Linked DNA regions of Sus scrofa: region 2 is linked to region 1. Evidence: chromatin contacts called from public HiChIP or PLAC-seq data. All regions are on one chromosome and are shown on one strand. Each heading gives the region's core, a stretch centred on a gene start, on an enhancer-like site or on the middle of the called end of the contact. The rest is flanking DNA. Distances are from core to core; before and after follow the strand shown. Region 1 overlaps ODF2L (outer dense fiber protein 2-like). Region 2 overlaps ODF2L (outer dense fiber protein 2-like).

Region 1 (4,471 bases), core at 725-3,224:
GCAAAGAGCTTTTAATTTCACTTTTGACAGACGGTTCCTCCTCTAGTCTTTTTCTGGCAGGCTCAGTGACTCCTCATTCTCCAACTAAATATTGGATAACTATATTTAAAATTTTACAAGAGAAGCCAATAAAAACATAGGATATAACTGCCAAAATTTTAATGTGAGTTTTGGAAACATAATAAAATGTATAATGTTTAATAATAATGGGTAACATTTATTGAGTGCTTATCAGGTGTCAGAAATCTTGTGTGAAGTGCTTTCCATATATTCACTCATTTAAACATCCATATTTATTACAATACCACAGAAAATAAACTAGACCTAAAAAGGGCCACACAATTTTACTAAGAATCATGTGACTCACTTGTCAAAACAGCTATCATTTAAAAGACCATAAATACCAAATGTTGGGGAGGATGTAGAGAAAAGAGAATGCTTGCACTCTGTTGGCAGGAAAGCAAACTGGTATAGCCACTGTGGAAACCAGTATGGAGATTCTCAAAAAAACTGAAAACTACCACATGACCAAGCAACTCCGCTCCTGGATATATATCCAAAAAAAAAAAAAAAAAAAAAAAAACCTCAAACACTAATTTGAAAAGATATATGCACCCCAATGTTCATTGGAGCATTATTTACAATCGCCAAGATGTACAAGCAAGTAAAGTGTACATCAGCAGATGAATGGATAAAGATGTGGCACATATATACAATGGAATACTACGCAGCCATTAAAAGAATGGAATCTTCTCATCTGCAACAACTTGAATGGAATTGGAGGTTATGCTAAGTGAAATGAGGTAGACAAAGACAAATATTGCATGATTTCATTTATATGTGAAATCTAAAAAATAAAACTAGTAAATATAACAAAAAAAGAAACAGACTCACATACATAGAGAACAAACTAGTGGTTTCCAGTGGGGAGAGAGATGAGGGGAGGGGAGAAATAGGGGTAGAGGGGTTAAGAAGTACAAACTATTATGTATAAAACATATAAACTAAGAAGATACATTGTACACCACAGGAAGTATAAACAATATTTTATAATAACTATAAATGTAATATAATCTTTTAAAATTGAGAATCACTATGTCATATGTCTGAAACTTACATAATAATGCACAGTGACTATACCTCAATTTTAAAAAAGAATCACAAGACTTAAATGACCAAGGCAAAGGTCAGGTTTAGAGTCATCTGACTCCAAAGCCAGCTCACAATGCTATGTGTACAGTTATGTCAAGATAAAAATCATTGGCAGATTTGTGTTCAAAACAAAAAAGAAGTCTGATTGAAGCATATTAAGTTTACTTGAGGACTTAAAGCATTCAGTGCTATTTGAAAATTAAAATACCCGAATAATCATCGCAGAAGGTAATCAAAAAATCCAGTTCCCCCTTAACCCATAGCTGTCCTCAATCACTGTGCTTGTATCACTCCCATCTAAAAAAGGAAGAGAAACCCTAACTCACCGCCACTCCCATTCTAGTTCCTTAATTCATTTTTGTTTGTTTTGTTCTGCTTTTTAATCAGGTCCTTTTCATCTGTTATTTCCTGGTGCTTTTCATTTCAGTTCCTCATCCTCGCACAGAATACTTTGCTATAAACAGACCCCAGGACAGGAAGATACCTCATACCAGTCGACGACGACAAAGAGCCGCCACCACAATGTGGGTGACAACTACACAAATAATCCAAAAGAACTGCTCATTTCAATGAGCACTTAACAATTTAGCTGTCTCAGAAAAAAGTATGATAAACGTTGAACATAATCCCTATTGCTACTTAAAAACTAAACAATGCTTTAGAATATAAGGAAGTCCATCAAAATATTTAATTAGACATTATATTTATGCAAATATTTGAGTCTAGAGTCAAATTTCTAGGTTAAGCAGGTACATACATATTCTCCTTACATTTCCAACAAGTTTACTGCAACATCTGCAGAATGATGCTCAGTCTGAGTGTTAGTGTTCCTAACTGCGCATCTCTTGCCTGGGTGCACAGCTCAACAGTAAATTTGAATAACTATGGATGTGATGGCATTGCCACTGCAATTAACCCCAGTGTGCCCAAAGGTGAAAGACTCATTCAAAACACAAAGGTAAGAGAAAAATTTACTGTCCATTTATTTTTATATCAGGAAGCATACTTTCAACTCATGTTATCCAGGCAAATACACCCATTCACACAGCTGTGACTATCCAAAATTGCTTTGACAGTATTCATCATTTATGTAGTATGCATCTAAACTATCAAGATAAATATCTGCTTAGTATAGGTATTATTTATCATATATTAATAGTATTAGTTATTCCCCTAATGAGTTATTAAAGACCAAACTACTAATATTTTTTTAACTCATTAAGCTAACAGAAGACCTTAGAGCTAGTAGAGAATTATTTCAAAATTTTATCTTTATAGGAGTTCCTGTTGTGGCTCAGCAGAAATGAATCTGACTAGTACCCACGAGGATGCAGGTTCAACCCCTGGTCTTGCTCAGTGGGTTGGGGATCCAGCATTGCTGTAAGCTGTGGTGTAGGCTGCAGACACGGCTCAGATCCCACATTTCTGTGGCTGTGGCATGGCACAGGCCAACAGCTACAGCTCCAACTTGATCCCAGCCTGGGAACCTCCATATGCCACAGGTGCAGCCCTAAAAAGACAAAAAAAAAAAAATTATCTTTATAAAGTTACTTTTATGTTTAGGTAATTAACCCATTTTTAGCTTTAGAGGTTCATTATACATTTTTTCAATTTTTCTCAGTTGTTCATACTTGCTCAACACTGAAAATTTTGAAATTCTTATGTATCTGATCTTAAAGAAAATATTATGTGTTTTTGAAGTTGACTTACTTCCTAATCTTATTTGCATTAGTTAGTAAAACAAACGCTTCATATATGGCACTCCAACACTATTTTTTTTTTTTTTTTTGTCTTGTTGTTGTTGTTGTTGTTGTTGCTATCTCTTGGGCCGCTTCCGCGGCATATGGAGGTTCCCAGGCTAGGGGTTGAATCGGAGCTGTAGCCACCGGCCTACGCCAGAGCCACAGCAACGCGGGATCCGAGCCGCGTCTGCAACCTACACCACAGCTCACGGCAACGCCGGATCGTTAACCCACTGAGCAAGGGCAGGGACCGAACCCGCAACCTCATGGTTCCTAGTCGGATTCGTTAACCACTGTGCCACGACGGGAACTCCCAACACTATTTTCTTTAATCCTCCCAAAACCCCTATGACATAGTCAAGAACAGAGATTATTAATTACCCTTATTGTATAAATGAGAGAAGTTGTGTGATTTGTACAGTCATACAGAGTGGCAAAACTGGAACTTGAATCCAGTGATAGCTATCTATTTTTAGAAAATTACTGCTTGGTAAAACTTCATCTTTTATGAACATATTCCATAAGAGAAGATAACTCAAAATAAACATAGCCAAATTTTTTTTCAATTAACAACAGTATAAAATCTACCAAACTGTAAACTCCCAACCCAATTATAGGCACCTCTGTTCAATTCAATAAGCAACTTGCCAACAAACTCTTGTCTTAATCCCCTTCACACCTCACCCAGCACCCTTACTCCCCGCTACAACCCATTTACTGAATGCAGGTCTGGATAGGCAAAAAAGAAAGAAAGAACTGAATTTCTAGGTATATGAAAATAAGAATTGACTAGAGAGATGAACTAAAATATGACCTATTTTTTCATCTAGTCTTTGCTGACATATTTGAGGAGAGGGGCTTATATTAACACCTTCTCGTTTGTACCTAAGCGTTCATGTTCATTTCATTGTATAATTTCTACCATGAGATATTTTTAATTTTGCCAGGAAATGGTAACTGAAGCTTCTACTTACTTGTTTCACGCCACCAAACAAAGAGTTTATTTCAGGAATGTAAGCATTTTAATTCCAGTGACCTGGAAGTCAAAATCTGAGTACTTAACACCAAAACAAGAATCAAATGACCAGGTAGGCGTTTTACCGAGCTCCTAAACTGCCTCTTTCTTCCTGTGATTTTTAAAGATTAACACTCATAATTTTTTAGGAATTATTAATCGCTATTTTAGTATTTATATTAGTAATATTACAAGTCTTATTTGAGATAAAAAAATTCCTTGCTTCTATTGCTCTTGGGATGTTTTGTTTATTCTTCTGCTTTTTAGGCAGATGTCATAGTTGCCAATCCTTTGCCTAAAATATGGAGAACATCCCCATACACTTCAATACGGACAATGTGGAGAAAAAGGACAATACATACATTTTACTCCAAACTTCTTGTTGCCTAATAATTTGCCAAACTATGGGGCCCCAGGTAGGGATATATATTTTATACTTCTATTTTTATTTCTACTGGCAACAAATATAACACTGTGATTGATGATTTTTTTTTAATTTTTAAAGGAAAAAAGTTATTAATTCATACCTTTGGAAATTTACTAGTAATGTTTAACCTAATTA
Region 2 (4,471 bases), core at 1,211-3,710, 160 kb before region 1:
CTCCCCGCGGCGACGTCCCAACGAGGCCGCAAGTCCTAGATGACCACCCGCTGCCGCTGATCTACGCCTCCTCCTCCCCTGCCTTCCTGTCATCTACCACCCTCACCCACCTGGAGTTACCACCCGCTTCCTCCCTTCCCTCCGGAATCACCCTGCCTGGTGTCAGAATCTTCAGGGGTGAGCCAACCTCTTAGCCGCAAATTCCCTGCTCTTCAACCAGTCTCTCTAAAGGTTAGCAAACTACTGGACTGAACCATCAGTGAAAAGTGGGAGAATACTGGCGATTCTGTAGGGTTTTACCCAGTACCTCCAAGGCCATCATCTAGACGTGGGAATGCCCTCGAACTCGTCTGCTTATGAACTCTTAAGTCCAGCATCTTACTCTAGTCACACCGGCTCCGAGTTGTTGCTTACTGCCCCAGGGAACTGGCTTTGTAATTTCGTGACGCCCTCTCATCAGCTGACTGCCTCCTAGCGCATCGGCTCTTTCCCCGAATGGGCCTGCGAGACCCGTGTGTCACTTTGAGTCTCCCTGGACAACACCTTCGGCTCCACCGCTGACGTACCTTCTCGTCACACTTGTTCTGAAAACCCCTCGCTTTGCATTAAGCACACTGTCTGTGTGCTTGAGGCACCCGTTTATCCATTCGGCGTATATTTTAAAGGACCCGCATTGTATCCTAAGTGCTCCATTAGACGGGAGGAGGATAAAATGGGTAAACAGGTCAGGCACGGTTTTTGTGATCAAGAATTCTGCAGCCAGTCAGCAAGCAGGCACTTAGTGATGCACAGTATGTGGGCACTGTTTTAGGGGAAGCATCTATTTTAAGAACCTGTGGTTTGGTAGCTAATCCACATGTGGTGTCCGCCAGAGAATGTGATGCTTCCACTTTCATGATGTCTGGCAATAAGCACAAAACAAGGAGGGAAAACCAAGCAAGAGAAAAGAAACAACATAACCCAAATCAAACCTCCATTTTTCCAAATACAACTACATATTCCAAGTTGGGTGAAATCTACTGCCAGATACACTCTGGGGTGATTCTAGGGATCTAAGTCTCTTCCTTTGCTCATTGATAGACTAGCGATATCGATACAAGCTAAAGAATGAGAGACAGAAAAGAAATTTCAGTGCCTTTTTTTTTTTTTTTGTCTTTTCTGGGCCGCTCCCGCAGCATATGGAGGTTCCCTGGCTAGGGGTCCAATCAGAGCTGTAGCCACCGGCCTACACTACAGCCACAGCAACGCGGGAACCGAGTCTCGTCTATGACCTACACCACAGCTCATGGCAACACCGGGTCCTTAACCCGCTGAGCAAGGCCAAGGATCGAACCCTCAACCTCATGGTTCCTAGTCGGATTTGTCAACCACTGAGCCATGACAGGAACTCCACAGCACTATTTTTTAAAAATTATACTTATGGAGTTCCCGTCGTGGCGCAGTGGTTAACGAATCCGACTAGGAACCATGAGGTTGCGGGTTCGGTCCCTGGCCTTGCTCAGTGGGTTAACGATCTGGCGTTGCCGTGAGCTGTGGTGTAGGTTGCAGATGCGGCTCGGATCCCGCGTTGCTGTGGCTCTGGCGTAGGCTGGTGGCTACAGCTCCGATTAGACCCCTAGGCTGGGTACCTCCATATGCCGCAGAAGCGGCCCAATAAATAGCAAATAGACAAAAAAAAAATTATACTTAAAAAACAAACCACTCCACATGTGGCCTTAATGGACCCCCAAATAATTCTACATTTAGACATTTGAAGAAACACCAAAATATTTCCAAAAACCATGTTTTGCAAGCATATCTGTTAAAGTGATTCATTAAAACAAAGAGCAGACAAATCAATAAAACAGTGTTTGGAGTTCCTGTCGTGGCTCAGTGGAAACGAATCTGACTAGCATCCGTGAAGACACAGGTTCAATCCCTGACCTTGCTCAGTAGGTTAAGGATCTGGCGTTGCTGTGAGCTGTGGTGGTTGCAGATGCAGCTCAGATCCTGCACTGGCTGTGGCCATGGTATAAGCCAGCTGCTTCAGCTCCAATTCAACCCCTAGCCTGGGAACTTCCATATGCTGCAGATACCGCCCTAAAAAGACAAAAAATAAAAATAATAAAACAGTGTTCAAGGAGGCTTAGAGTAAAATTTCACAGAAATGAAGCTGACAATCCAGTAGGATCTAAATAGGACAGGATATTCACTGAATGAGAAAACCTCAGCTATGCACAGTTAGCATAGCTGAGAAAAGTCTGTGTTACCTCGTCCCTAGCACCTCAGGAGAAAAGGGGGACATTAAATGGTTCTTCTTAACCTACTTTAGCTATTAGAGAGAGAAATATTTTCCTCAACGTCAAAGTAATCCCAGCTCCCTTAGAAACAAACCCCAAACCAAAGCAGGCATGATGAGCAGCAGACTGGACAGCACAGCCCCGGCCGCAGAGGGCGAACCCAGCTGGCGCGTGACTCAGGCCGCCCATCCTCCCCACGGGGCGCGGCTGTGTTACCCAAGCGCCTCAAGCAGCCAGGCCATGGAAGGAGGCTCAGCCGCCTAGCAGGGAACTTCAGGTTTCAGGCATGTGTGGTGTGATCAGGAGGAGAAGGGACCAGCTCTCCAGGCGGCCAGGCTGGGGAGAGCACGGCCTCCGTCTCTGGGACGGGAGAGCAGAAGGCTGCCAGGGCCACGACCACCACCTACCCGGGGCGGAGGGGGCGTGGGAGCAGGGAGAGGCGAGCGGGGCCTCGGAGCCTCGTCTGAGAAGCCAATGGGGGCGCATCATTTCCGTCACTATTTGCTCCACCATCTCCTCTCGAGGGCAGCCCCCATCTACTGGGTGCTTTTCGTACTCACGTCGTGTCCCTCCCCAACATCTGAGGGGCCTGAGGCAAAAGTGTAAATGGAGACCACAGGCCACGTCTCCAAATATGCAAACACTATAAGTCAGGCTCGCAAGCTGTGACACCGTCAGGCTTGGCAAAAGTACTTTCCTAATGACGTGAAAGGCCAGATTCAAACTTAAAATTCTCTGACCCCTTCCAGTGTCATGCTGGACATGGCGGCTCCGGGACAGACGGACCACAGGGCACCCTCGGTTCTTCCTCCCCCGCCAAGTCCAGTGCTCACCTCGAGGAACCACCCATCTGGGTGTGGCCCCGCAGCCCGCACAGCTCATCAGCCACTGCCCTTTGCCCAGCTCTCCAGTCCAGAGTGAACACACCTCTGAGGCGACCTGCCCTGGGGAGAGCGGATCCTGGCACCCACGCCAGCTGTGGCCCAGGCAGGCCATGGAAGGAGGCTCAGCCACCTAGCAGGGAACTTCAGGTTTCAGGCATGTGTGGTGTGATCAGGAGGAGAAGGGGCCCAGCTCTGGTGTGCCCAGCCTCTCGGCCCTGGGACTTCTTATCCCATAGAAAGAGGAAAGGATCAGTGACACCAGCTGAGGACCCAGGGCAAAACGATAACGTGAGATCCCTTGTTTAAGCAGCAGTAAACAAATAATGTCATCAAAGCTACTAAAATACAAAGCTTTTTCCTGTCTTTCACAGTGTTCATTGGTTTGTCATTGTGCTTTTTATTTGCTATTTAAAGTTATTCTAAATTTTAAAAAGCCACAATTTTAAAGTATTCTTATGACTTTTACCCTTCATCTTTAGATGGGGCAATGCTAGTTCTAAAGGCACATATAAGAGCATTTAAATTGCATGTGGAATACACACTTTGTAATTTATAGCTCCTACACATATATATTTCATTCTTGCCACAACAGTGAAAACCCTGCACAAAAAACGAATGCAAGTGTTTTTATTTCACATCTGGCCCTACGCGCGCTACCTCTGGCTCACTGGTGAATAAGGAAAGGCAGAAAGGAAAGGGAGCCATGGGTTACTCTTTCTTCCCCTTCCTTCTGTATCAGAATTGCCAACATAAGCAGTTGGCTAAAGAAGGGAAAAACATGAGTAAGAACAGATGTGGCACCACGTCTCGGTTGTTCGTGTGTCTTAGCGTGTCGCTGCCTTCTTCCTGCCTCAAGGTTCTGGGCTAGACTGAAAGCACATCCTCTCCAGGCTGTCGGGCGCCGTCTACTCAGACCCACTCCCTTGCGCCTCGCTGACATCCAACACTGCGGGAGCGCACTGGACACCACGACCGCTAGAGGCAGGCAGAGCGGCAGGAGCGCTGGACACATGCATTGCACGTGTCTGCTCCGCTTACGTGCATGAGCCATTGTCCCATCACACTCCACTTACGAAACCTAAGTTCAAAGACAAGGTTCCTAAGAATTTCAAGACAACGAGAGCAGAGCATTAGGCAAAGCATAGCACCTTTCCAAGTGCAGGCCTATGTGACCGCACAGGCCTCTCACAGGCCAGCTCGGGGCAAGGGCGGGGCCCTCCGAAGCCATAGGCTCTCGTATCCAAAGGTGGTTAGACAGGCAGCTAAGACTCGCAGTTAAGTCATCTGCCTGCAATCTCAGTTGGTAAG

What was found. HiChIP or PLAC-seq counts read pairs in DNA pulled down with a chosen protein or histone mark.
Region 2: an H3K27ac HiChIP or PLAC-seq map of alveolar macrophages shows a contact between it and region 1. The contact joins two enhancer-like sites. A contact is called at or near these places in 2 of 2 datasets of contacts at active chromatin or transcription factors (alveolar macrophages and skeletal muscle).

The regions. Positions count from the first base shown.
Region 1 is chr4:129,450,999-129,455,469 of Sscrofa11.1, reverse strand. All of the region lies in intron 1 of ODF2L (outer dense fiber protein 2-like), which reads right to left. Among named protein-coding and RNA genes, the nearest start is that of ODF2L, 57 kb to the right of the region's middle. Within about 2 kb of position 1,974, at least 8 of the 83 cell types and tissues checked have an H3K27ac peak or open chromatin away from gene starts, as enhancers often do. A contact at or near this core is called in alveolar macrophages, where this site is marked.
Region 2 is chr4:129,614,485-129,618,955 of Sscrofa11.1, reverse strand. All of the region lies in intron 2 of ODF2L (outer dense fiber protein 2-like), which reads right to left. Among named protein-coding and RNA genes, the nearest start is that of CLCA4, 24 kb to the right of the region's middle. Within about 2 kb of position 2,460, at least 14 of the 83 cell types and tissues checked have an H3K27ac peak or open chromatin away from gene starts, as enhancers often do. A contact at or near this core is called in alveolar macrophages, where this site is marked.